Regions from separate parts of the Rattus norvegicus genome. Here all the other regions are linked to region 2. Evidence: chromatin contacts called from public Hi-C data. All regions are on one chromosome and are shown on one strand. Each heading gives the region's core, a stretch centred on a gene start, on an enhancer-like site or on the middle of the called end of the contact. The rest is flanking DNA. Distances are from core to core; before and after follow the strand shown. Region 1 holds the start of Igf1r (insulin-like growth factor 1 receptor). Region 2 overlaps Igf1r (insulin-like growth factor 1 receptor). Region 3 overlaps Igf1r (insulin-like growth factor 1 receptor).

The links. A called contact is a pair of places that touch in the nucleus more often than the background predicts.
Region 1: a contact with region 2 is called in a Hi-C map of liver, with 9 times the contacts expected there. The contact joins the promoter of Igf1r here to the enhancer-like site in region 2. A contact is called at or near these places in 11 of 12 Hi-C or Micro-C datasets (the A7r5 cell line, the Rat2 cell line, Schwann cells and 6 more) and 1 of 1 datasets of contacts at active chromatin or transcription factors (oligodendrocytes).
Region 3: a contact with region 2 is called in a Hi-C map of Schwann cells, with 5 times the contacts expected there. The contact joins two enhancer-like sites. A contact is called at or near these places in 2 of 12 Hi-C or Micro-C datasets (Schwann cells and mammary epithelial cells).

Annotation. Positions count from the first base shown.
Region 1 is chr1:130,958,648-130,961,355 of GRCr8, forward strand. Igf1r (insulin-like growth factor 1 receptor) reads left to right here and starts at 1,350. Exons shown (of 21, transcript NM_001414181.1): 1 at 1,350-2,398. The coding sequence starts at 2,305.
Region 2 is chr1:131,141,275-131,144,127 of GRCr8, forward strand. All of the region lies in intron 2 of Igf1r (insulin-like growth factor 1 receptor), which reads left to right. Among named protein-coding and RNA genes, the nearest start is that of Pgpep1l, 140 kb to the right of the region's middle. Within about 2 kb of position 1,342, at least 85 of the 93 cell types and tissues checked have an H3K27ac peak or open chromatin away from gene starts, as enhancers often do. A contact at or near this core is called in the A7r5 cell line, Schwann cells, liver and 1 more, where this site is marked.
Region 3 is chr1:131,007,236-131,009,935 of GRCr8, forward strand. The region is part of intron 1 of Igf1r (insulin-like growth factor 1 receptor); the gene reads left to right. Among named protein-coding and RNA genes, the nearest start is that of Igf1r, 49 kb to the left of the region's middle. Within about 2 kb of position 1,291, at least 10 of the 93 cell types and tissues checked have an H3K27ac peak or open chromatin away from gene starts, as enhancers often do. A contact at or near this core is called in Schwann cells, where this site is marked.

The sequences.
Region 1 (2,708 bases), core at 100-2,599, 180 kb before region 2:
GCAGTCCCGGGGAAGCCTCAGGGAAACCTCTCCTCTGGCACATTCGAGAAATCCACCGAGGATACTTGGGCTGGTGCTAGTTTCAAGTCACTTACGGATCAAATGAAGCTAGAGGGACGCGGAGGGGAGGGGGGATATTAGAGGCAGGTGCGGGTGGGTTTCTGCAGTGGCCACCGATCCTTGGTGACGGCTACACATTCTTAAGATTGGGACCTGAGCCAGACGACGTTGTCCGGGTTAGGGTCCCCGTCCGCAATCCCCATCCTGGGAACCCCCCGGACACGCCCCCCAGCTGCGGGTTCCCGCAGCCCGACACGCGCTGCGGTCCTTCTCCGCAGCTGCCCACGTGGTGGAGCACCGACCAGCACGATGCGGTGGAGCGCCCTCAGGGCGGGAGAGGAATGGGGCTGGGAGGCCCCGCCAGCACGACCCAGCCGAGTCGGTCCCCGACTCGGGGCCCCCACATTTCCTCCCCGGGAGGGAGGGAGGCGACATTCCCCGGGCCAGCCCTCCCGGGCTGCCGCCGCGCCCTCTGGCGGCCGCCGCGGAGACGCGTCTTGGGCACGAGGGGCCGCCTGTCTGGGTCCCCTTTCCAGGGCTCGGGACCCGCGGTGGAATCGCGGTGCTTCGAGAACAGAGGCATGCGGACCGCACCCTGTCCGCTCTCTGTCAGCGCGTAAGCACCGGAATACCCAAGGAGCACCGCCACGGGCGCCCAAGCTTGGGGTGGAAAGTGCCTTGCGTAGCAGCAGTCTCTTCAGGGGTCCCCTTTCCCCCAGGTGTGCCCCTCCCGCCGCGTCCGGGCTTTCCACCACGCTGCGAAAAAATGCCGCATGCATGCACTTATTTATTTATTTTGCAACAGCTGCAAGAAACAATGAAGCTTTTTCACAGAGCGGGCCAGCGCGCTCACCAGCCGCGCTGTTGTTGTTTTCAATGAAGCTCCGGGGCCGCACTCCCCGCCCACCGCGCCCGCAGCCCGCCCGCCCTGCCGCCGCCCCCTTGGCCACCGAGTCCCGCCGGCGCCCGGGGCATTGTTTTTTAGAGTCCTGCGGGTGGGGAGGGTGCGGACAGGGCCGGCCGGCGCAGTGCGGGTGGGGGCGGAAGCGTGGGCGCGCGCGTGGCTCAGTGTGCGCGCGGGGGCCGGCGCGGGTGGAGGCGCGGGGGGCGGTGCCTCCTGGGCCCGGCTCCCCACGCCCGCGCTCCGCTCCACACGTCCCTGCGATCCCGAACTCCGGCTCTTGGCGACTGCCGAATCGGGGCCCGGCCCTCGGCGCGCCGGGACTGCGGCTGTAGCCGCTTGGAGTGTGCGCGCGGGCACGTGTGCGCGGCCCCGAGAGCGCGCGCGTAGAGCCCCCAGTGTGTGGCGGCGGCGGCGCGGTGAGGCTGAGGTTCTTGTTTACCAGCATTAACTCCGCTGAGCGGAAAAAAAGGAGGAGGGGGAACCGAGGAGGAGCGAGCGCACCGGGCGAACTCGAGAGAGGCGAGCGACAGGGAAGCCGCCAGCGAGCCTATCCCGGCGCGCCCGGCGCTCGCAGACCCTCGGCCCCGCTCCTTGGACCCTCCACGCCTCTCCCGTGCCTGCAAGAGCTCCACGGCACGCGGCGTGCTCGGCTTTGACCTTCAGCGAGCCGGAGCCCCCGCGCACGGAGTCGGCGGCGGGCGGGGGCCGACGCGGGGCGGCGGGAGCGCTGAGCGCTGCGCGGCCGCCGCTTTGTGTGTCCTGGATTTGGATTTGGGAAGGAGCTCGCGGCGGCGGCGCTGAGGGAGGAGGCGGCGGCGAGCGGAGCCCAGAGGAGGAGGAGGAGCCGGAGGAGGGGGAACCGCTCATTCATTTCCACTCAGCATTTCTGCCCCTCGCCGGCCTCGCCCGCGCCCGGGACTTCGGACCAGTCTCGCCAACTGCGTCGGGCTCTCCCGCCGCGTAGGCTCGGGTGGTCGTTCCCTCCGGGAATCGGGGGCGTTTGTCCCCGCCTGCGGCGATTTGGGCTTTGCTCCTCTTTCTGTACAGTTTTCCTCCCTCTTCTGCATCTCTGGGTTTGCAAATGGAGGCCGACGACACCGACAGCCCGCCCCGGCGCGCCCCGGCTTCCCTACTCCGCCGCCCCGTGGGCCGCTGCTGCCGGCGCTGAGGGGCCGCCCCGCGCCACCCTCCCTGTCCACGCCGCTTTCCGAGGATCTTCGCTCTTGTTTTTGGACGAGAGTGAGGACTGAGTTGAAGACTTTTTTCTTTTTTTTTTCTTTTCTTTTCTTTTCTTTTCTTTTTTTTTTTGAGAAAAGGGAATTTTGTCCCAAATAAAAGGAATGAAGTCTGGCTCCGGAGGAGGGTCCCCGACCTCGCTGTGGGGGCTCGTGTTTCTCTCCGCCGCGCTCTCGCTCTGGCCGACGAGTGGAGAAAGTGAGTATTTGCCCGCCGCCCGCGGCCACTGCGGGAACTTTTCCTCCGAGGGGCTGCGCCCTGTTTGGGAAAACCCAGTTGCCACGGGCGCAGCTGTCGGACTCCGGGGCTCGGGAGCGGAGGGTGGGGCTCTCCCGGAAGGCCAGAGCGGATCGGGGCCCGAGTTCACGGTTCAGGAGCTCCAAGAGCCTGAGTTCAGCGCATCTGCGCGCGGGAAGGGCCTCGGGGCTTTCTCTTTCGCTGTCCCAGGAGCGCTGTCCCGCACGCGGCCTGGTGGGTGGGCAGTGCCTCCTCCCTAGCGGGTCAGGGG
Region 2 (2,853 bases), core at 92-2,591:
GCTGGGCCAGGGAGAACAGTGGAGAACAGTGGCCTCTCCTGGGCAGGCATGGGTAACGTCTAGAAAGCATAAAAACCAACGTTGAGTAAAAGGATGTGTGTGGTCTGGGCAGGGACCTGGGAACAGAACAAAGTGTCTGGAGGGAGGGTGCCTACAAAGCAAAAAGCTACTGGTTTAGGGTCTGATGCCAGGCTGCAAGGACCAAGGAAAGCCTAAATCCATGTTTTATACAGCAAAGGTGGTGTGGGGTGAGCATTTATGGGGGCTGCTTGTGGCATGCCCCATAGAAGACAGGCTGAGGGAGAACACCAACTAGGGCAGCAAAGGATAATGCCAGGTGGCCAGTTTGCACCAAGTTACCTCCTACAAGGTACCAGTTATCGATGTCTTGAGCATGGAAAATGGCAACATGGTCTCCGCATGTTAAAGTGTATAGCATCAACAAGCATCAGAAGTGGAGAGCCGGATTGGCTGGCCTCCTAGTTCCCTTTTGCATTGAGGGGACTTGCTCCGGATAGCGACTTGTGTAGACTTCTGAGCACGATTATGTGCCAGAGTAAGCAAAGCCCCCATCCTAGGAGCAGATGGTTTCCTCCGCCTGGGGTCCTGTAAGGATGGTGAGGCTGGAATGAGGGAATGGGAGATTCAAGCGAGACTGGCAGAAATATGAACAGGGCAAGTTAACCGCTTATTTCTTACCAGGTGGTCCCAACACCATCATGTCTTGTTTCTTTTTGTGTATGTTCTCCATTCCCAACCGCTCTGAATAGGCTCAGAGCTCCTAAAACTTGCTATCAAAAGATGTAGCTGGGTGTCTAGTACACCAGCATGCCATTAATGGCGTATTGTGTACTGCAACAATTTTAGTGTGTGGTTTAAAGCAACTTCATAAAAGACAAATTTAAAATTTTATTCGACAGTGAGAAGGGGGCTTCTGGACAAAAGGGACTAAATCGGTTATCATTCCTTTGGAGAGTTTTTCAGCCCTACATGAAGAAGAGAAAACGATGAAAACAAAACCTTTGAGGTTCTACACAGAACAAAAAAACGATGTGTCGCTGAAAGTCAGCAGTTCTGGCGCGGGGGCTCCAAATGACGCCTCCAGGTGCTGACTTTTGAGGGCACCCCCTTCTTGCCCTCCCTGCTGCGGCAGCCGAGGTTCCTTTTGTCTCGGGTGCTTCCCCACCCCGCCCTGCCTGCCAGAGGGAGCTGGCATCGCGCGCCCTCCCCACCGCCCCTGGACCAAGGTTGTTTACTACTTTCTACTCGGAATAACACGCCAATCACCAGGGCCCGCCCTCCCTCTCAGCCAATCGGTTTGTTGGGAAATTCCACCTTTCCAAAGGGCCCAGGCAGTGATTGGCTGGAGGACTTGTCAGTCAAGTGGGCATCCCGCAAGGATGCAGCTGGAGTATTAGGGACGCGATCACCAGAGCCGAGGAGGAGTAACCTTCCCATAAACAAGATGGGGGCCCCCCAAGAAAGCACGGATTGGGGTTGGGAGCTGAAGCCCAGCCCAACCCCGGGGCCCCACCGGAGCCGAGAGGGCCGAGCGCAGAGCCGGGGAATCCCTCCCTCCGCCTCCCGCCCTTGCTGCAGTTGTAAACACGCTTCCCTCCATGTCTGTTTTTCTTTCTCTAACCGTGGCCATTACAGGCTGCTGTTTACAAAAATCCTGCAGGGTAGTGCTGTTCTCTAGGATCCTGTCCTCCATTCCCCTTGCCCCAGGACCCTTTTTCATGCTTTTCTTTTCTTTTCTTCCCGCTGCTAGGCACAAACTGAAGGAATCTATTGGGTCGTGCAAGCTTGTTTTCCTTTTATTGCTGCAAGCAAAGCAAGTCATGCTGTAGCAGCAGCACCATTTCCCAGGAGAACGGGCTGGCTGGAGCACCATGCAACCTAAACAGGCGCCGCTCTAGAAGGACTGGCTGGGCTTTTGTTGTTGTTATTATTATTGGTGGTTTGAGTCAAGCTAAATGTTATTTTGATTCTGCATTTTCTTCCAAAATTCGTCTTGAAATCTATCCCCACTCACAGGTTTGGGATTTACACCACCACCCGGCGCACGCCCCTTTCCATAAAGGCAGTATTGTGTTGAACTAAATGTTTTTTTCTACCTTCTCTGATCTGAATCAGGTTTCCCATTTCTAGCAGCACAATGTAGTTGTATTCTGTGTGGTAGGGGCGTAGTGGACATGAATTATTTGCGACAGGGTTGCCTGAAAGATGTGGGGTGGAATTTGCGTGGCGCGGAACAGTTCCAGTGCCCAAGGTTCTGTTACTCTGGCTCCAAGCAGGAAGCGCAGGCAATATGGCAAAACACAGCACGTGGCATCCCATTCAAAAACGCTCTTTTCTAGAAGCTAGTGTTGCAGAGGACATCTGATCTTGCCTGGCTTTTTTCCCCCTTTCACGAGCAGAAAAACTAACGTATGGAAATTTGTTGTAGATATTTAGTAGGAAATTAAGCCGAAAGACATGGTTTGGAAGTTCTGGTGAGAAGCTGAAGGACCTTGTGGACATGCTTTACAAGATTTACGGTTGTAGGAATTGTAACCTCAACAGAGGAGGCCTCAGACCTCTGGGCTCCTCTGGTCTCACACCCTGCAAAGTTGTGGAACCCTTGAGGACCTTAGGGAACATGCTGAAAGGGAAGGCGGTTGCAGGAAGAAATGTGGGTGGGCCTAGTATGTCCTGGCCAGGATTGGATTCCCAGGAGTAGCTTCCACTACCTGTGTGCGTTTGTGAAAGACTCCAGTTTCCAGTTATGAAAGCCTGACTGGGATCTCAAATGATCAAATTAGTGTGTAACACACAGTTATGGGTAGAGTATACTGAGCCGTCCTCAGGATT
Region 3 (2,700 bases), core at 41-2,540, 130 kb before region 2:
CAAGACTGTCCCATACTTCTGAAGGGAAGTTGATCAAAATTGAAAGCATCTCTGTTAAATGGATAGGGTATTGATAATCTTGGGGAGGGGAGGAGTTGGGTAGATTAGCTGGCGGTTTTGCCAGCTTCCTTTCGCTTCATCAGACTAGCAATTTTGGGGTAAGAGAATGGAGGGATCGCTAATGCTTAGTCAGTGATGTAGCCTTCAGCACATCCCTGGTGACAGTGACACCACACTGGCCTGACATCCCTGTGGTAGCAACAGCCTGTTTTACAGGTGAGGCACTTGAGGCTTAGAGGTGGAGTTTGTCCACTGGAGGGCATGAGCCGACAAAAGCCATTCTGAAGGACATTCTGGGCTTCAAACTCCTGTTAAGCGACTTGTCACTCTTCCTGGACCCGGTGCACATGCTGAGCGTGAAAAGCTCTTTTTTTGTGTATCTCTTACACACATTGAGACACCCAGCTTTGGAAGGTTTTCTCAGTCAGATAGTTTCCATCAGCCTTTCTCCTATTAAAAGTTATTTCTTTTTAAAGTTCTCTCTCTCTCTCTCTCTCTCTCTCTCTCACACACACACACACACACACACACACACACACACACGCACGCGCGCGCGCGCACACGCGCGCGCGTGTACACTGTCACCATCTTCAGACACACCAGAAGAGGGCATCGGATCCCATTACAGATGGTTGTGAGCCACCATGTGGTTGCTGGGAATCGAACTCAGGACCTCTGGGAGAGCAGTTGGTGCTCTTAACCTCTGAGCTATCTCTCCCTATTAGAAGTTCTTAAGAACTGATGTTCCAAATCTGTGTAGATTGCTTCTACCATTCCCTTGAGTTTGACAGAATGAAAGTTCTGCCAGTTGACTTTTAGGAAATACTCAGGAGATTTTGGAAAGACTGGCCCTCCCACCTGAAAAGCTTTATTTAAGGTGATATCTTTGCAGAAGTGAATTCTGGCCCCGGGCACCATACCATCTATTTGCTTCTGCTGTCCTCGTTTCCAGGTTGGACTTGTCCTCGTTCCCAGGTTAGACCCTGCAGGGTCCTCCCTCAACTCCTCCCACCACTGCCCTTTCTCCCTGTTCTGAGCAACCTTCATTTCCATATGTTTTCACTATTCTTTGCTGGCCACCTGGGATCCTACATTTTTCAAATCTATCTTATATCCTGAACGCGAGCGTTAGGGTCTTTTCTGGATCTGCCAAGTAGCTGTTAGCTTTGAAAGGGAGGAAGTGTTTCGGGACTGCGTCTGTGCCAGCTGCGAGCCGAGGGCGTGTCTGCCTCACATGCTTTTGAGTGTTTTCTCCCTCTGCGTGTGGATTCTTTTGACAGGCAGGCTTGCGACATTTGCTTTCCTGTTTGCGGCTGGTGCCTTTGAACACTACTATCATTCACAGTCCAGCTTGATTACTCTCTTTTTCTGTCACAAAACATCCGAGTCGGTCAGAATCCAAAGCGGCCAGTTGCTGGGCCCTGCCTTGTACTTTGTGGCTTGGGCTTGTCTCCTCTTCTGACATAAGGGGGTAGTTTCTTCCTATTTTCCCCTTTGTTCTATAAATGGGGATGGGGGGTGTAAATAAGGAAACGGCTCTTCATTCCAAGGAGCTTCCAGTCCCAGCTCTGTGTGACATAAGCTGGCAGGAGGGAACGGGCCCTTTGCACTGTCCTTGTGTGGATTATATGTGAAAGGCACTTTAGTTATATCTTTTTCTGTTTCTTTGCTTGGTCCTGAATTTTTATGATTGGTTGGGAAAAATACCAAATTACTTGATACCTAATACTTTCATGGTATGACCGAGCACAGGTTGAATGCAAGGGATGAGGTTCAGTACTCCTGTGAAATCTAAGAGCAAATTAATAACACTTGATTTACAGTAGTATACAAGGAATATGATATTTTAGGCTGGGCACAGGAACACCCTCCCCTCCCCCCAATTTCTGATGAGTGATTTGGTACCATTATTCTCCTGGGCTTTGAGTCATTGAGCGGAGGCTGGTCAAACGTGAAGTGGAGAGATGAGAGTTGGGGAAGTAGAGAGGGGAGCTGAAGAAGTGTTGGGGGAACTGTTAAAGCGCAGGCATTGGCACAGAGCACCTCTGTGGAGGTGATGTTTGAAGAGAGACTGGGGTGGTGCGTGAAGAGGACCCCTGTGAAGGCAGCAGGCCATGAGCAGGCAGGAGCCGAGCCTGTTGGAGGCTAGAGAACAAGTGGGCTAAGCCAGGATGTGCTAGAAGATGAGATAGAAGTAGATGGGCCTGAACTCTTACAGAACCCTGCTCCCTCCGTCTGTGGTCAAGCATGGACTGGGTGGAGGTGTGCGCTGGAGGAAGGTGTTGCTGTCACTCAGGCTAAAGATGACAGTGGTGAGGTTGGAGTTGCAGAGATGAAGTGACAAAGACAAGGTGTCTCAGTTACGGTTTCCATTTCTGTGAGACACCATGACCGCATCTCTTATAGAAGACAGCATTTAATTTGGGGCGGCTGACAGGTTCAGAGGTTCATTCCGTTATCATAAAGGGCCCCCGCATAGCAGTATCCAGGCAGGAGGAGCTGAGATTTCTCCATCTTGATTTGAAAGCCACTAGAAGATTGACTATCTCAGGCAGCTAGGAAGAAGTTCTCAAAGCCCATGCCTACAGTGACACACTTCCTCCAACAAGGCCACACCTACTCCAACAAGGCCACACCTAC